2 separate regions of the Hordeum vulgare genome follow, and region 2 is linked to region 1. Evidence: chromatin contacts called from public Hi-C data. All regions are on one chromosome and are shown on one strand. The core of a region is the stretch at or near the end of the contact, and the rest is flanking DNA. Distances in the headings are between cores, read along the strand shown. Region 1 overlaps LOC123402876 (3-isopropylmalate dehydratase small subunit 1-like). Region 2 has its middle 63 kb from the start of LOC123401370.

Region 1 (4,821 bases), core at 1,065-3,564:
GTGTGCTGTGTGGTGTTGATGAACTCTTTTATTTGTGTTGAACTGGCCTCTGGATGGTGTGTCATATAATGTAGTAATTTGGATTTGTGTTTGCGATGTAAAACATGACATGTATTTTCATATTTCATATTCGCAACTGTGCATGCTAGCGATTGATCTAGGCAATAGCACGGTAAACACTGAGACTCGAGATCCTACCCGGTCACCACATATACTAAGGCTCAGTTTGTGGTTGCTGGGCTGTGTTGTGTTGAACTTATTTTATAACATGCTGTTGGAAAATAGGGACAAAACCAGAAAGTTAGTTAGATAATCCAGTCTTCATGAGATTTGTTAGTGTCCTGATGTTCAGAGTTTATTTGACCTGGCTTGAGCAATAACATCAACATCGGCTAGAATTGGTGCAAGATATAGCTTGCGTGAATTGTTAGTTGTATATGAAGTTGCAGGGGTTTGATATCCCACCCAATGTCACAAATTACTCATGAGTCATGATTGTGCTAATAAGGTTGTTGTTTAAATTTGCGTTAACATCACCATTGACTGACTGTTCGGGCAAACATAGATACTTGGTTATTTCTTTGAGCTTTGAACTATCAACTGATTTAGCTGATTGAAGAAACTTCACGTGTATTTCAATTTCATTTAAATCGGCCTGAACTTTCATTTTCTTGATTATAGAAACATGTTTTCGTAGCTAGAATGATAAACATCTGCTGCTGTGTCAGGTATTAATATTATGACAGTAGACACTGAACTGTATCCTCCAGATTTTATGATCAAGTCCTTCCCCATAGTCGTACTATTGTGTATCATATGTGTGTAATGCTAACAATGTGACATTCATCTCCAGGTAAGCTTGATCTGCTGTCAGATTAGTTGAGCGCTTGCGGGTGGCAAGTAAGACTGGTTTATGAATAAGAGTCTTTGCACTTCTCTGGAGGTGTGATTGTCCAGCAGTTTTGCTACTACTTTGACATTGCCTTGTACCAGTAATACTAGGCTCGAGAGTGCTGAACTTTGTTGTAGTGAGTGTTACACCCATGTAATAGTCTTGTTTACACCTGTTATCTTTGATGTCAAGTTAAGTGTACTCCCTGTTAAAAAAAAGTGTAATCAAGCACTAGCTTATGTTTATTGATTGCAGTGGTGGACTGTATTCAGTCACTTTTGGCGTTCCTATTCAGCGAGGAAAGGAAAATCCGCTTTCTTTTGTATTTATGGAAGCGATGGGGAAAATAATAAGTTAATTTTTGTCTTCCTTTTACAGAGAAAGATCATCTGAAATATGCATATGGCCTTGCTTTGGGATAGCACTATCCTGGACTTTATTTCTCCACTGATTCTAAATCACTAAGGCCCTGCTTGCTCTAGCCGTCTTTTCGTATTCGGCCGGTTTCAGATACACGCCTCTAGCGTCTCTTTTCGTATTCGGCCGGTTTCAGATACATGCCTCGTTTTTTTCTCAGTCTATAAATACTTGTAAAATAAATACAGGTGTATAAATTTACATTCATCCCAAGCGGGGCCTAACCTGTGGTGATCTCCCAGGTCGCGCCACAGTGTGTATACAGCGACGAGCTTTCCGGCCGCTGCTGAGCTGTTCTGTGGTGACACTCACAGTCTCGGCACACCGACGTAGCCCATGAAGACGGCACGACCGCCTTCTCTAGTTGACGACGACGGGTCGCGCCACCTGGTGTTGCGTCGCGTCTCCCGCACCGCCCGACCTCAGCTCAGCTCTTGGTTCCCTCTGTCGCCTACCCGCCTCAACTCCGCGGCGCCCGCGTCACGATCCAACAGCGAGGTCTACCCGCATTTGACGGGCGGCGCGCGGTGCCGTTTGACAGATCGCACCGTTTTACCCCGTCGCGGCACCTGTGCGCTCGAGACGTCGATCATACCCCATCACGAACTCAGCGACTCGGCAGCGGAGAGAGCGAGCCTCTGGCCGGGGAGGATCGGGCGTGTGTACGGGGTTGACCGGGTGCAGGCTCTCGCGGCAGCCATCAATGGGCTCGCACCGCGCTGCCGCCTCTGCGCGCCGACGGAAAACGATGGGCATCACACCCCGTATGCTAGCTGCTCGTACGGTAGTACGTACGTCCTATTTCTCCTATCCACATCACGGATTTAAGCCAGTGACCGTCCGTCTTTCCCGTCCCGTCTGGCTCAAGACTTTCTTCAAGCTGCCAGCGGGCAGGCAGCTGACTTTTGCGTTAATGATTTGGTGGGCTCGCGTCTCGTTGCCTCAGTGTCGCTCTCAGGATGGCGATGCCGTTTGTATGCTCCATTTTTTGGTTTATGGAGCAACTTAACCTGTGGCCGGAGAGTGCATGACAACTCTGGCAATGCCAATCATGCAAACAGTGTGCTGTCCCATGGAGGAGAGCGACACGACTTGAAGAGCGGCGCGCCCAGGTCAAACTCCCGCTCCCATTTCGCTGGACTCTCTGTACGGGCAGGGGTCGCCGGCCCGTCTCTGCACTGCACCCGTCTGTTTGACATCGTCCAGCGCCTGGCCGACCCATGATCGTCTCCGGCATAGTGTCAACCCTCCAACTATTCGTAACGAGCGCATTTAATCATCCAGGTAAACCCTGTGCATTCCTGGCCCTGGACTCAAACCGCGGCCACATTCTGTCCGGCGCCTATCCCCTTCGTGGCACTGCTGCTGCGTCATCGTCTTCGTGCCTCCATCCAGCCTCGAACGGCCAACGGCGAACTGATTCGCCGACAAGGTCACTGACTTTTTCAGTTCGCACACGGAAAGAGCGGCAGGGCTTTCAGGATAGGGAAGCTTGGGATGCAGGCAGGCCGCATTCATTGCGGGTTAGCGCTCCGATCATTATCGCTTTGACAATGATGATGATGATGGTGCAGCTTGCGTAGGGTTCGTTTTAGTAGCGGCTTCGGCTGCCGCCTGCCTTTGGTCGGCGTCGACCGGAACGAAGAAACATGGTGTCCAACTGAAGCCGATTCCGTAGCCTTTTTTATGAGCAATCTTACACCTACGGGAGTTTTACGCGAGTTTTACAGGCTGAGCTGAGGTGGAATGTATTGATTGGTGATTAAGATAAAACGGACCCCACTCCAAAAATCAAGGAGAGATTAGTGAGGAGAAAGACCAGTCCGTAAAACTCCTTTAAAAAGTTCCCGTAAGTGTAGCATCTTTGCTTTTTTATTCTACCTCATTCGTGTGCTCATTCTTCAGTGTCAAGTGTGACTACTAAGCAGCATGAAAAATGTGCTGCGCAAAACTCAACATTTTGCGTACCTTACAAGAAAATGTGATCAAAATTTCCTTAGTCTAGATAGATGAATTGTAATGCGATGATTTCATTAGGGGTGCTGGTGCACGTATATATAATACAAGGAAAGACCTTTACCTCAACTATACAAGACTAGGAGGTGGGCCACAACTCTAATACACGTGCAACACAAATACATATTCAACACCCCCTGCAGTCGAAGCATCACTGGAGACACAGAGACTGGACCGAAACTCCTCGAAGACAGGAGCAGGCAATTCCTTAGTCATGACGTCAGCAAACTGTTGTGATGTCGGCACGTGGAGAACACGAACTCGTCCAAGGGCAACCTGCTCGCGCACGAAGTGAATATCAAGCTCAATATGCTTCGTCCGTCGATGGTGCACCGGGTTGGCAGAGAGGTGGACCGCGTTGACGTTATCGCAGTAGACGACGGTGGCCTTGTGAACGTCACAAAGCAACTCCTGTAGCAGCTGCCGTATCCAAGAGCATTCGGCTACGGCATTTGCCACGACGCGATACTCTGCCTCGGCGCTGGAGCGGGAGACCGTGGGTTGCCGCTTCGATGACCAAGAGATCAACGAGGGCCCAAGGTAGACACCGTAGCCTGACGTAGAGCGCCGCGTGTCAGGACAACCAGCCCAATCAGCATCCGAGTAGGCCACGAGGTCGGTGGAGGCGGAGGCCGTCAGGGTAAGTCCCATGGACATGGTAGCGCGTATATAACGGAGAATACGCTTTACCAGAGTCCAGTGAGAGTCACGCGGGGTGTGCATGTGGAGGCACACCTGCTAAACATCGTACTGGAGGTCGGGATGAGTCAGCGTCAAATACTGTAAAGCACCGACAATAGAGCGATAAAACGCTCCATCGGACGCAAGAGACCCCTCCAAAGCAGAGACCTTCGCCTTTGTGTCGACGGGAGTAGACGCCGGTTTGCAGTTAAGCATACCGGCACGCTCGAGAAGCTCGTGGGCGTATTTCTGCTGATGCAGAAAGAAACCGTCGGTCCGACGGATCACCGCGATGTCGAGAAAGTAGTGCAGAGGCCCCAAGTCCTTGAGGGCGAACTCATCACGAAGACGAGCAGTCAGCCGCTGAAGGAGATCAGGTGCGGATGCCGTGAGGATGATGTCGTCGACGTACAGCAGCAAATATGCAGTGGCAGCTCCCTGATGATACACAAAGAGTAAAGCATCGGAGCGAGTGGACCGGAAGCCCATAGACTGCAGAAAGGCTGCGATACGCTGGTACCAGGCCCGAGGCGCGTGCTTCAACCCGTACAGAGAACGGGAGAGCAAGCACACAAAATCAGGGTGCGCGGCGTCGACGAAACCAGTAGGCTTCTCACAGAACACCTGCTCGGCGAGATGACCGTGAAAGAAGGCGTTGGAAACATTCAACTGATGCACATGCCATGCGCGCGAGACGGCTAGCTGAAGGACGGCGCAGATTGTGCCCGGTTTCACAACCGGGGCAAAGGTGTCGGTGAAGTCCATGCCCGCGCGCTGCCGAAAACCGCGAACCACCCATCGAGCCTTGTAGCGCT
Region 2 (4,821 bases), core at 1,300-3,799, 470 kb before region 1:
GTTTTTCGTTTTTATTTTTCTTTCATGTTTCTTTTTTCTGAAACGGAGGTTTCAGAAATTGTTAGCATTTTATATCAAGCTGTTTGCAAATGTAAAAAATTGTTCGCATTTCAACAAAAAATGTTCGGGAAATTCAAAATTGTACAGATTTTTCTAAATCCATTTTTCTTCGAAAATCTTTGCAATTTCTAAAATTATAAACATATTAAAAAAGAATTCAATTTTTGAAATAAGTTCCACTTTTCAAAAAGTGCATAAATTCAAAATCTATTGTTAGCAGGTTCAAAAATCGTTCGAGTTTGAGTTTGTGAGAAATTTTAAATTGGGCATATTTTTTGACATTGTGAACAATTCTTGATAAACCCAAACATTTATGAAAATTAGAACATGTTATGAATTTATGAACCAAAATTTTAAAATCCAAACAATTGTTACAAAAACTCGAATTTTTGGGAAAACCCAAACAATTTCTAAATGCATTTTTAAAAATTTATGAAAAAAAAACTGAAATACCCGAACAGTTCTTGAAATACATGAACATTTCTTGAAAAATTTGATTCTTTCTGAAAGTTCGACCATTTTTCGAATTTATGACAAAACACAAACATATTTTGTATTTTTAAAATTTTAAAACTGATGTACTTTTTAGAAACCCGCAAGCGCTTGGGCTGGACCGAGAAGTGCCCGACGAGAGTGATGCCTTTGCCTAGTTGCGCCAAGGCTAGAGTTTTTTTTTCTTTTCTATCTCTTCTTCTTTTGTTAATTCATTTTGCTCCATTTTGAATTTTACTATTTTTAAAGTTGATGTACTTTATAAAAACCCGCAAGCGCTCGAGCTGGACCGACAAGTGCCCGACGAGAGTGATGCCTTCGCCTAGTTGCGTCAAGGCTTGAGCATTTTTTTCTTTTCTATCTCTTCTTCTTTTGTTAATTCATTTTGTTCCTTTTTGAATTTTATTATTCTTTTCGAAATCAGTTAAAAACTTTGAATTTTTGTCTGAAATATTGAATTATGATTTTTAATTGTTTTTTATTCAAATATTCATTACTTATGTTTGTTTTAAGTATCTGTTTGAATTATAATATCAAATATGTTTTCCTTCAAACCGGACATGGATGCCTACAATGTACATGCCCACCTTTTAGCTAAAGTTGGGGTCTTTAAAAATATCCCAAAAAACACCGTGTTCAACATATGGTGTCCAGGTAGGCAAGAATACTCCGTTTGAGAGCACATTGGTTCTCGACATCCATCAAATGAACCAATTTATTTTCATTATTGTCAGGTCATTGGAATTTCCTGTCCCCAAGCAGTTGATAAGTGATCGATGCTTCCTTTATTGTGTTTTCTTTCATATGTGCGTGTGATGGTGTGTTGGACTAGGGGATACTCATCATGTCCTCTCCCCGGTCAGGAGGGCCGAGCCAAGGAACTCCGTGGTGGTTTCATCCTGGGCTGTTCGCGACTCATCTAAGAAAGATGCCACAAGACTTGACATACAAGACAATGCAAGGACTCCTCTCGACCGATGTAGCCGACTAGGACTTATATTATCCCATGCCTCGAGTACATTATATAAACCGAGGCTAGGCTAGTCCATACGTGATCTCATATTGAGACAGATTCATACACATACGATATCGAGGTAGATCAACATGTATTATGTACCCCATCCACCTTAACTTCTTAAGTAATAAAGCGTCCCTTTTCGAAAAAATGTACCCCAACCACAATCAATAGAACAAAGAAGGATGTAGGTTTTTACCTTTTCGAGAGAGCTTGAACCCGGGTAAACATCGTGTCCCTTCTCTGTCTTATCACCATTGTACCAAGATCACTAGTTAGGCCCCCCTAGCTGAGATCCGCATGATTTAACTCCGACAACGTGCCCACCCCTCAGGGGAAGGGCTCCACATTGCCTGGCGTGACCCTGCTCTACTCGTTTCCCGATGTAGGCTACCTATCTCCTTCCCGCTCTAGCCAAACACAGGAAGCCCCCGAGCACGACACATGTTCGGAGTTCCCCAGGGGAGGGGGGGGGGGTCATAGAGAGGTAGACATACTTATGGGCGGCGTTGGTGCTTATTAGTTGATCGAGCAGGAGGCACGACTCCTCGCCCGAGAGGAGGCTGAGATTTCCTATTATGCGCCTTTAGCGCCTCTGAAGACAACTGGTGCTCAATGTATCGTCGTGTGGGCCGGACCACGAACTAGATCACTTGGCTCCCTTGGGTAGCCCTAGGCATTGGTTTGATTTACTTTTTTGGGATTTGGTTTGATTTGTTGACGCAACCATGCTAACGAGTGATTGACCCGTTGATTTTAAACGTTTCTTTCACAAATTTGATTTTTTTTGTATTTAAAAAAGTTAACGAATTCAAATTAAAAAGAAAATAAAAAAATTTCCTAATACGCCTAAAAAAACGCAGAAATTCCTATTTTTCCTCAAAAAGAGAAAAAAGCAAAAGTGGCTAATAGGATCTGGGCTGAGTGCTCGTGTGTCCTCACATTGTTTTTTTGTAGGCCCAGACTGGAGCGTGGGCCGCCACCTTCGGCCTTGCCCGCTGAGAAAGAAGAAGAGGATAACCCACGCTGTGCAGAGAGCAGAGGAGAGGGGACGGGAGCGGCGGAGCGGAGCGGCGGCTTCCTTCCTTGTCTCCCAAGCCCCCTCACGCGAATCCATCTTCTTCTTCTTCTTCCTCTTCCTCCACATTGCGGCGTAATTCAGGCTTGAGCACGAGGCGGCGAGGTTTTGCTGCTTCCTCCCGTCGCCGGCCGGCTTGATCCGCGTCCCTTTTGCTTTTCTCCCCTATCGGATTCCTTCGCCGGCTCATCTCCTTGCCGTGCAGGGCTACCTACCCGTGCTGCTACTTGCTCCGCCTCCGGGTCCGGGGTTGCTCCCTCTCTCCGTCTTATTCCTCGGTGCTCCAAGCCGCTCTTGATCTGTTCGACGAATTGCCGGTGAGCTCACCTTCCCCTTTCCCAACTCCATGATGACTACGTAGTACGTATTCCTTCCTGCGACCACTTGCCTCGACTCGACTCTAGGGTTTGCTCCGTCTGTCTGTGCTTGTGCTTGGAAGGCGGTGGCGCAGGCGGGCTTGGAGGGCAGCAAGGCGCCCAAGCCGAGGTGACCACGGAGCGCCTCGAGGGAGCGGCAGTGCTTGCCGCAGCGAGGCTCATGGTGGAGCACATGCGGTTGAGCACCTTGAGCTGCCCGCCGACCGGGTGTCCGTTGGGTGCCGCAGACCAACTCTGCTCGGGGCACGTGTTTTTCTTATCTGGGTTCTCACTGGTGTGCTTTTGCCGTGCAGGGATACCGGTGCTCCTGCTTGCTCATTCACCCACTTGTCTTCTTGCTCAACACAGGTGACCGACTAAGTTTTTCACTGCACATGTACTGTTTGATGAAATGCCCGTGAGTTAACGTGTGTTTCTTCGTTGCCCTGTTTCCTAGGTAGCTTACGTCCTGTCACAACCTCTGACCTTTGGATATCAGTATCACCACCTTTTTCGAGACCGTGACTCAATATTCAGGTGCACTTTGCTGCACCTACTTGATTGTGTAGCTGTGTGTATGCGCGCGCGCTCGCGTGTATGTGTTCGGCACGTGATTTACTTACTCTTTACAATGGTTCCGTTCCCTTTGCTTTCCAGGGCCTTTTTGCCGGCTGATCCTTCATCTTGGCCTGCTGTGGAGTCCTTCAGCTGCTGCTGCTGCTGGTGCTGCTTGAAGCTTGATCATTCTGTGAGTTGCTTTTCCTAAATTCAGATGGTCGACGACGCCCTTCTTCCCTTGACGAGCATGTCAATGGTCGATGAAATGACCGTAATCTAACGTGTTTGTTTTTCTTCACCTCGTCTCCGTTGTAGCTTACCTCCATGAAATGCTCGTGAGCTATGTGTTAACCTTCCCTTTTGCGAGACCGTGACTTGCAGTCTTGCATACTCAACTTCCTTCTGTGTAAGTTATTCCGCATGTGATTTTCTCTTTGCAACGATTTCCTTTGCTCTTCAGAATTGCGAGGATCTTGCTGTCTTCTCCTCTGTGCTTGTACTTACTCAACTGCTATTTTTCTTGGCATTGTTTCACCTATCCAGTTCTTCTGTTGGATGATCCCTTTTCTTGTCTTATCGTGCAGGGCTAAGGTGCTCCTTTAACTCTAAGATTGGTATCTTGCGCTTCTTCCTCTTTCGCTAGACAGTGACTCGATATTCAGGTGGGCTATCTTCGCTCCGTGCTGTCCCTACTTGCTTGTGTGTATGTGTTCGGCACGTGACTTACTTTTTGTAATGGTTTCCTTTGCTTTCCAGGGCTGCAAGGATCCCAAGGCTTGCTTTTTAATTTTTCTGGTGTGCTTGCTCGGCTGCCTCAAGGTGTAAGTCCTCCCTTTTCTGACTGGTTTGTCTTTCGGGCAAGGATTGTTTATTGATTCCTCTTGCCTCGTTCCGGATTCTTCAAACACTGTGTGCGTGTGTTTAATTTCCTAGTGCTTCTTACTATTTTGCAATCTCGTATGGACATGATATGCACAACTGTTTTCTTAGTATCGGATACGGCATCCCGATACGTATACGTGAGGTCAGTGAAGTATCCGTGCATTCCAGATTATAACTATGATTGTACGATGGTATGTAAAGATTCTATGCGTTCTGCTGTTTCCGGCGCAGCATGTGCCATGTGTCATGTTGCCGTTTGGAGATATCAGACACCTTGGCCTTGCATCGGTAAATCCGGAGGTTCCTTCAAGTGCTGCTAGCTGCAGCCGCAGTTTGACCGGCCTTTGTTGTATTCACACTTCGTTTCATCCATGCGTTCT

The links. A called contact is a pair of places that touch in the nucleus more often than the background predicts.
Region 2: a contact with region 1 is called in a Hi-C map of leaf, with 7 times the contacts expected there. The contact joins two enhancer-like sites. A contact is called at or near these places in 1 of 6 Hi-C or Micro-C datasets (leaf) and 1 of 1 datasets of contacts at active chromatin or transcription factors (embryo).

The regions. Positions count from the first base shown.
Region 1 is chr6H:408,603,829-408,608,649 of MorexV3_pseudomolecules_assembly, reverse strand. LOC123402876 (3-isopropylmalate dehydratase small subunit 1-like) reads left to right here. Exons shown (of 2, transcript XM_045096837.1): 2 at 854-1,167. Among protein-coding and RNA genes, the nearest start is that of LOC123402876, 6.3 kb to the left of the region's middle. Within about 2 kb of position 2,314, at least 1 of the 3 cell types and tissues checked has open chromatin away from gene starts, as enhancers often do. A contact at or near this core is called in leaf, where this site is marked.
Region 2 is chr6H:409,074,794-409,079,614 of MorexV3_pseudomolecules_assembly, reverse strand. No RefSeq gene overlaps it. Among protein-coding and RNA genes, the nearest start is that of LOC123401370, 63 kb to the left of the region's middle. Within about 2 kb of position 2,549, at least 2 of the 3 cell types and tissues checked have open chromatin away from gene starts, as enhancers often do. A contact at or near this core is called in leaf, where this site is marked.